Regions from separate parts of the Mus musculus genome. Here region 1 is linked to region 2. A link is a contact called in public Hi-C data. All regions are on one chromosome and are shown on one strand. Each heading gives the region's core, a stretch centred on a gene start, on an enhancer-like site or on the middle of the called end of the contact. The rest is flanking DNA. Distances are from core to core; before and after follow the strand shown. Region 1 has its middle 3.6 kb from the start of Gm28644. Region 2 has its middle 80 kb from the start of Phf3.

What was found. Hi-C and Micro-C count contacts between places; a contact is called where the count stands out from the background.
Region 1: a contact with region 2 is called in a Hi-C map of liver, with 3 times the contacts expected there. The contact joins two enhancer-like sites. A contact is called at or near these places in 3 of 39 promoter capture datasets (the C10 cell line, liver and pre-B cells) and 7 of 484 Hi-C or Micro-C datasets (the AML12 cell line, the HPC-7 cell line, epidermal suprabasal cells and 2 more).

The regions. Positions count from the first base shown.
Region 1 is chr1:31,013,661-31,017,797 of GRCm38.p6, forward strand. No RefSeq gene overlaps it. Among named protein-coding and RNA genes, the nearest start is that of Gm28644, 3.6 kb to the right of the region's middle. Within about 2 kb of position 1,786, at least 5 of the 459 cell types and tissues checked have an H3K27ac peak or open chromatin away from gene starts, as enhancers often do. A contact at or near this core is called in liver, where this site is marked.
Region 2 is chr1:30,780,944-30,785,440 of GRCm38.p6, forward strand. No RefSeq gene overlaps it. Among named protein-coding and RNA genes, the nearest start is that of Phf3, 80 kb to the right of the region's middle. Within about 2 kb of position 2,663, at least 2 of the 459 cell types and tissues checked have an H3K27ac peak or open chromatin away from gene starts, as enhancers often do. A contact at or near this core is called in liver, where this site is marked.

The sequences.
Region 1 (4,137 bases), core at 536-3,035, 230 kb after region 2:
TCTTTCTTTCTTTCTTTCTTTCTTTCTTTCTTTCTTTCTTTCTTTCTTTTTGTCATGGAGACTTGAAACCAATTAATGGTATTTGAGGAGTTTGAAACAATTTCTCAAAACCTTGGGACTAGAGAAACTGCAGGAACAGCTGCTTCTGACCAGAAACCTTGGAAATATCCTCTTCAGAACAGCCTGCCCTTCCTGAGTAGCGAAAATCCCAGCTCACATTCCAAGAAACTTTAAAGGTGATGATTAAATGCTTGGAAATTTGCATGCATATTTGTCAGCAAACTTAAAACTTTCCCTACTATTTTGCAAAGTTATTCCAGAGGTAATTCATATCTCTGCTTTAGTAATCTCTATTTAGCTGAATACAGCTAGTTCTGATGGAAAGGACATTTGCCTATGACATCATTTCTGCTTTTCCCTTGTTAAAATCTTTGTCTGGGCCTGCCTGAATCCCTATGACAGGGCTGCCCCAACCTCTCCCTGGCTGCTCACTGCTCAGATTCTTGACTCTAGAAATGTCCTCAAAGTGCAGGAAGGTCAGGGTGATCACTCATTGTCCCTTCCTCCTTTCTAAGCAATAAGTAATGAGGGTCTCTATTCTCTTGGGGCTTTCATCCGAAGATAGAGAATCTCAATCAACCTTCTCTTTCAGTGAATAACAAGTGAACTCCGTCAGGTTTCAAGCCCTCCTGTTCAAGGTGATTAGTTTTGGACCCCAACCAGATTAGTTGGCTCTTTTCTTTGGAGGTGGGAATTCCTCTACAACAAGTGTCTTTCCCCTGGAGATCACTGAAAACAGTATGTTAAGATCCCATTTCCGGGATTCCTATCTAATTGGCCTGAGCCTGGCAGTCATTGTCTTCACCAAATAAAAGGCTAGGTGTTAGTCAATCCAAAGCACTAATTTCTTAGTTCCAAAAACATTTACCAAAAGAAGCATTTCAGGGGGAAAATGAAGGCCATAGAAGTCCTTCCTGGTAACTAGAACCCATGAATATGTGTGCCATGCTCAGAGGACTGTCAGGTCTTGCGGTGGCTTAGGACTAATTGCAGGTTACAACAACATTTTCAGATGCAAAGACTGTCAAGTGGTGACATAAACATTGCTTGTTTTCTGAGGGGAACTTTATGTAGACTTCCATCAAATACCCGAGTCTGGATGTGCAAGGCTCATTCAAATGGTGTATTTGTATAAAACCTTCTGAGACCATCCTGTGTGCTCTAGGTAAGTTAAGCACGCTTAACCAAAAGCAGATGCTTTGTAAATAGTTGCTGTGCTGATGATTTAGGGAATACTGACAAGAAAAATGTTTTTTTATATTTCTTTCCAGTTCCCCTGCCCATAACTTTTGATTGGCTGAACCCATGGATGCAGGATCTTTGTATGGAAAGTTGACTGTATTGAAAAAAAATCACAAACTGTAAATAATAACTAGGCTTACCTTTTCTCACAGTGGTGTTCCCTTTCTATAAAGTGAGAATTGCTTCTGAGCACTTATCATCCCTGAGATTAAAATTCAGTTAGCTCTAATGTCAAAGAAGTGACTATAAATCCTTCACCTTCAAGTCCAAATTAAATTATAGACGAAATGGGAAGGGTTCATTTGTAGGAGGTCCATGGGATCAGGTATTTTTTAACACGATAATTTTAATCCAATCTTTTCTCATAATGCATCCTTTGTGACATTAACAAAATATCCTTAAACCTTTGTGACTGGCTTTCAAGTACCAGTAAAACAGAGCTGTAACATGACCTATGCCCCAAATAAACACAGCTATTGACTTTTAATGTCCAAATGTTCTGAGAGGCTATCAGCTTCCTGATCCTTGATACTCGTGGGCACAGTTATGACTCATTCATGTGAGGCTATTTTATTTTGGGGTTGCTTTAGGACTCATAGTTTTAAAAAAATTCTGTTTTTATTTGTATTCACATTTCAGCTTATGATATAATTTCAACTGTGAAGGAATGATGGCATATACACAATTGAAAATATTAGTTGTAAACATAATTTCCTTACCATTTAACACAATAAGAAAGTCACATTATTGTTCTAAAAACTACCACCACCACCCCCTTTATTCACAGGAACCATATCTATATTATCTTGTTGCCTGAAAGCTCGTTTCAATGTTACATATATAACCTTTTGGGTTTCTTTGAGACAAGTTCTCTCTCACCTTGTATCCTTGGCTGCTGTAGAACTCAATATGCAGACCATGCTAGGCTTGGATACATAGATATCCATCTGCCTTTACCTGCTCAGTTCTGGGACTAAGGACATATGCCACCACACCCAACTGTGTATAAAAATGTTTTGTAAGTACTGGGTGTGTTGGCTTAAACCAATCCCACATTTAAGAATGTGTGTGTTAAAGTGGCTCTTGGTTTATTTACTTCCATTCTGTGGTGAACTCTTTTACATGCAGAAGCTCAGGGCCGAATGCTCTCTGAAGACCACTTTCTTCCAGCTCTGAACCTTGGCTTGGAAGAGACTGCGCAGCAGCACAGAAACACATTGTGCCCTCTGCATTTCCACTTCCTTTGTGGTAGTTTCTCAACAGAATTGCTCTACTGATGGGCATCTCTCTCTGGACGTGATGTCTTCATTTAAAATGTTTGCCTAACAGTTCACTACAGTTTGTGTGGTTTAGAAAATCGATCTGGGATTCCCGACACGTTTCCCAGTACAAATGCCCTTCAGTCTGTTTAGGACAGGTCTTCCATCTGTACAAGGTCACTTAAATTTTGAATCCAGTCCTAGGATGCAAGGCTCAGTTATTCTATCTTGCTAATTTCTGTAAATCATGCATTCCAGTCCATTAACCCCACAGTAGATGGAAAGAGTAAAGAGCCTCATATCTAAGAAGAAACAACAAATTCCATAGTTCTGTAAGCACTATTCTTTGAAAACCCGAGCATGCAATTAAGAACCTATGAGTGCCGAGATATATATTTTCATGTATTCTTTTAATCTATCACGCCCTTTAAAGCAGAAAATAATGACAGTTATTTTGACGCCTCTTTTCTTCTCCCTCTGTCTACTCCCGCATTCCCTCCTTCTCTTACCTTTCTTTTCCCTTCCATGGTCTCACATGTGAGCCTTCCTCCTCTGCCTCCTGAGCACTCTATTATAGAAATGGGCCACCATAGCAGTTCCATTAGTTCTGTAGTTCTATAAGGGTATTGTTGGGGATTTCTTTCTGCTAATGCTTTGACACTTCCTGGTTCCACTGGGTATAGGAAGCACATATCAGGCACACAATGCACTAATTATTAACTAATAAGGAGCTATAATTTCACCCTTAAAATAAAAACATCTACTTTACATTATACACACACACACACACACACACACACATGTTTTGGAGACAGAGGCTTACAATGCAGCACAAGTTGGCCTTGAATTAGAGATGCTTCTCTCTCAGGTGCTGGGATTACAGGCACATGGCCACCAAAAGTGGTTCCAGTTCCACACAAGGATTTATTTTTTTAATATCCACGAATTTCAGGAACTAGGCTGTGATGTCTTTAATTAATTTAATTAATTACTTATGCACATGTGTGGCATGAATTCATGCCCCCCCTCTGTGTGTGTGTGTGTGTGTGTGTGTGTATGTATGTATATGTATGTATGTATGTGTACCCTTCCACCCCTATGTATGTGTGCCCATTGGCATGTGAATCAGAGGACAATTTGTGGGAGTCAGTTACCCCCTTCCATAATGGGATTCCTAGTGATCCAGCTCAACTGGTCAAGCTTGGCAGCAGGTGTGCTGCTTTAGCAAAGGGCCATTTGTGTCCAGGTGCCGGAGGGATCCAGTTTACCTGGAGCGTCTGGGACTCTGCAGTTAAACCATGGACTTGGGAATGAAAGGTAAGCACACCTTTTCTGGATGCCTTCCAGTATCGTCCTGTGAGTTCAATACAGAGCTTCTGGGCCTGTTTCTCAGGCTGGCTCTGTTTATAGCTGTGTCCCACGGCTCTCCTCTGACAAAGCTTCACTGCTACCCTTTCTTCACCTTGGGATAATGTGCTGACTCCAGCAGATGACAGAGAGTGTTAAGTAATTAACCTCGTGGCTGCTTTAATGATTGTGTTTCATCATTACATCATTTTGCATGGATCCAGTTTGA
Region 2 (4,497 bases), core at 1,413-3,912:
CAGCTGAAGGGGAAATGTATGAAATAGCAAAACGTTGAAAATAGTTAAGACCCCCACAAGAGAAATACAAAGCCACATAATTTGCCATTCTAGACATCAAGATGCAAAACTGGAGTAACTAAGACAACGTGACATTGATGCACGAATAGACAAGCAGACTAAGAGTACAGAGAAGAGACATGGGACTATTTTCAAAGGGACACAACCATCAGCAGGAAGGGATGTGCTACATAGTAACACATTCCTGCAGAGACCTGTAATTGCATCTGTGCCCTAAACAAAATACAAGATATTTTTCAGATGCACAAAGAGTTTGGTTCTTTGTACAAGGGACAAAAATTGTAACTGTTTCAGGAAATAGCATAAAGTTTCAGTAGTAGCCAGGTACAGTAGTGCATGGGACTCAGGTGGCACAGGCAGGTGGTGCTCTATAAGCTTCAGGCCTGCCTGGTCTGCTGCATAGCAAGTTCGAGGCCAGCTGAGGATACATAGTAAAAAACCGTCTTTAAAAATAAAATAGTATTTTTAATATCATACTAGGGGAAAGGTTCATAGATAAATTTCAAAGCAATTAAAGCCATAAGAAAAAGACTATGATTTCAACTATGCAACAATTCTGAACGTCTATTCTTTGTAACATATCAGTGGCCATGGCTACAACCCTGTGCACAGCTGGATCCTCACGTAGTCCTGACTCAGAGGCCATCACGGTGGCTTATAAATAGTGGAACACTACATTTCAAACATGCCAAATTAAAAAACTGAAACTATAAAAAAAATTATTTTCCTTCATTTAGGGCAGTGGTTAAGCTCCCTGAGTGTAAGACTAAAGTTACAGAGACAATACACTTGTGACTGTCCAGATCTCAAGAATTCTTTGGGCTATGTTTTTGTGTTGATGAGGGAAGTGGTAGATTCAACGAGGTTGGTTTTATCATTCATCTGTGAGCTGTATGTGTACATGGGATGTATAACCGAGTCCACAATAAGCTAAAAGGCTATGAAATATTATGTAGGGCATTTTTTAATGTTAGAACTGAGCTTGGGGAAAGTACTGGAATTGTACAAACAAGTGACAGAAATTAGCTCCACTGTAATGAGAGATTTCTATGTTAGATTTATGGTGCTTTTACCTGCTGTGAAATCTTGCTAATGTTTGTGGGCTTGTCAGTTTTCCTTGTCTTCCCTGCTATGTGTGGAATATATTTTCATCCATCTAGGAAGAGCTCTGTGTAGCTTCAATCTGTAATATATGTGAGAGTTATTATGGCATAGGGGAAACACAAAATTAAAAATATTTCAGGCTCAGGTCTTATGGTTGTGCTTATGGTGTAATTTACTTGTTCCCTATTTATATTTATTTAGGATAACTCAAACATTTTAATGTTCTAGATTAAAATACGGGAAAGTCTGTTGAAATTTACATTTATGTTTTAAAATATAGCTATTTTAATTTTCAAATATATTCACCTACACCTGTTAACTCAAAGGATCTGCTTCAATACTTCACTCATCCAGGGACCTGGGCATGAATGGAAGCTCTGAAGAGGTGGTTGTATTAGTCAGGGCTGATAGTGTGTGTGTGTGTGTGTGTGTGTGTGTGTGTGTGTGTGTGTGTGTGTGTTACAGGCTGTGGTCTGGGTACTCCAACAATGACTGTCTCCTGATGGAAACGTCAATAATCTGGTAGTTGTTCAATCCACAAGACTGGCTGTCTCAGTCCCAATGTAGGGATTGAGTCCATCAGGATTCCTAGAGAGGGGCTTGTCTTCTGTCTCCACTGCAATCCCATAGAAGTAGGTTCTAATCCCAGCAAAGGAATGCCTCCAGTTAGATGAACTTCGCAGAAAAGAGTGGGGACAAGCAGGTAAAAGCATGAGCATCCTTCTTCTGTGTCCTTCTATATGGGTTGCTGATGAACACCAGCTCCAACAATGTGTTCAGAGGTCCCAGGAAGTGATGTGGAGTTGGAGGCAATGTAAAGCAGGCACACACTCACATACACTGGTGGATGAAGCAAGCTCCAATGAACAAGCTCCTACAACTTTACACATACATAAACACATACGTACATGCATACATACATACATACACACATACACTCATACACATTCACACATTGCGTGGATGAAGCAAAGTTTGAACCACGTTACACGCATACACATACATGCATTTTGTGGATGGATGGAGCAGAGTTCCAATGATCAAGTTCCAACCATTTTACACACATACACATATATACACATATACATATATACACATAAACACATTTGATGAATGGAGAGAGCTTCAACAAACTTCTCAAATATACATATACATTACATATACAAATATAAATGCATATACATTTGCATATATATATATAGTTGGTAGATGGAGCAAGCTCCAATGAGCAGGCTCCAACTCATTTTTTTTTGCATAGCCTGTTTATAGCACCTAAGACAAAGTTCTCTGTGTAAGAAAAAGATTACCTCATAGCCACAAGTCACATATTCTCTATAAAATGTCACCACAACAAAATCATATTATTCAAAAACAGATTAAAATCATTACACAAAATGAAATTATAATAGGACTATTGATTATGCAGTTCTCTTTCAAAACCCATACCTAACTAAACATTTTCCAGCTATCTTTCTCTCCACAAGTTCATCATAACACCAATCCAATAATTTTTTGTCACTGATTAACAAGGTTTAAACAAGCCAGTCTATAGTAGGAATTTTTCCTATGCTTACCTGACAACAATTTTTATTTACCAAGAAACAGATCATCGTCTATCTTATGTCTTATTAAATCTTGTTAAGTTAACTGGCTAGGCATCTATTCTCTATTCCTATAATAGAATTATTTTCTCTTTGTTCATAATTCTGTCTTTTCCTGGTGCACACCAAAACCGATGGCCACATCCCTAGATCAGAAAATTCAGAAACTCAGCCCCAACCTAGAATGAATGTTTTCTTTAATTATTAACTTCTCCCAACCCTATTTTTCTCTTCCAAGGACAATTACGTGCTTGTAGCTCATGAAAGCTCACTGCGCTCCTTTTCTAGCCTATGCAGCCCTCACTATTCTACGGGGGGGGGGGGCACGTTCTACCTTAGTTCTAAGTTTATTATATGCTTCTGCAAATCAACATAAACCATCTCCTTAAACTCTCTATCAAACTCTAACGTCCTAAAACTATTTACATCAAACATTAATTCATCCAAATAGTATTATTTTATGAAAGTTCATCTTCATATTGATCTACAGGGAAATGGCCCAATAGAGTGGGCTGTCTCCCAAGAAGCTCACTTGCCCACTGCAGCTCTTTCTGCATGGCGTCCACCAGGCTGTTACCAGAAAGTTTGGCCCAGACTTAGGATGGAACTTTGGACTTCAAATTATCCAATCAAGAAAATCCCTCAGAGTCATGCCCTACTGCTTGGGTCTTAGTTGATTCCAGATGTAGTCAAGGTGACAACCAGGATTAGGCAGGACAGCTGTCATCTTTCCCCAGCACATGGTTACTACACCAACACCACGTTTCCCTATGCTGAAGCTTTGTCATCTATTTATAGGTGTCCTCACACCTATACCCCGTGCCCCTATACACAGCTCACCCTTTTAAACCAAAGGAAAGCTCAGACCATGTAACAACCGAATTTCTAGAATATGTGTGAGAACAGGAGAGATGATATGAAGAACAATTGATTAAAGATAATATGAATTTGGAGATTGGAGTAATGAGTCAAGTGTTAAAGCTCTTACTGTTCTCACAAAGAACCCGAGTTTGATTCCTGGCACCCTTGTTGAGCTCAGAACTGCCTATAATTCCAGTTCCAGGAAATCCAATTCCCTCTCTGGCTTCAGTCAATGCTCACATACACTGCACATAACCCACACACAGACATATAAAAAATAAATATTTATACTAACCCAGCTTTGCTTGCTGGATTGACATATGTCCCTTTCAAATGGATACTACTCAGTTAGCACCTGTGATTTGGTGATTCTTGGTGGTCTGAAGTGTAGGTGACACATACAAATAACTATTCAAGTCTGCATTAATCAACATTCATTCCATTAAATTGACTTACTCAATGACTTAATATATTGTGTATAGCACTTCCAAATGCCCTGACAGAATACACAATAAGAAAAGTATATGCTTTACAAACAACTAAGACAGATGTAGAAAAATATGCTGCCTTGCTACCAAGGAAGAAGTGAAAGAAAAATAAAGAAGAGACAAAAGGGAAGAGAGAGACAGAGATTGAAAAATGAAGAAGAGAACAGAAGCTGACCATGATAACACCCTGTAGTAATCTCAATACCTAGGAGACTGAGATAGGAAAGTTAGAAGCCAGCCTAAAGTCTATAGCAAATTTAGAATGAAAGATGGTGTGCATTGAATCTAACAATATCTCTGGCCTTTTGGAAGGCCCAGGTAAAACATAAAATGTTGCTACAAAATCATCATCTAAGAAAAGAAAATACACCCATCCTTGCACC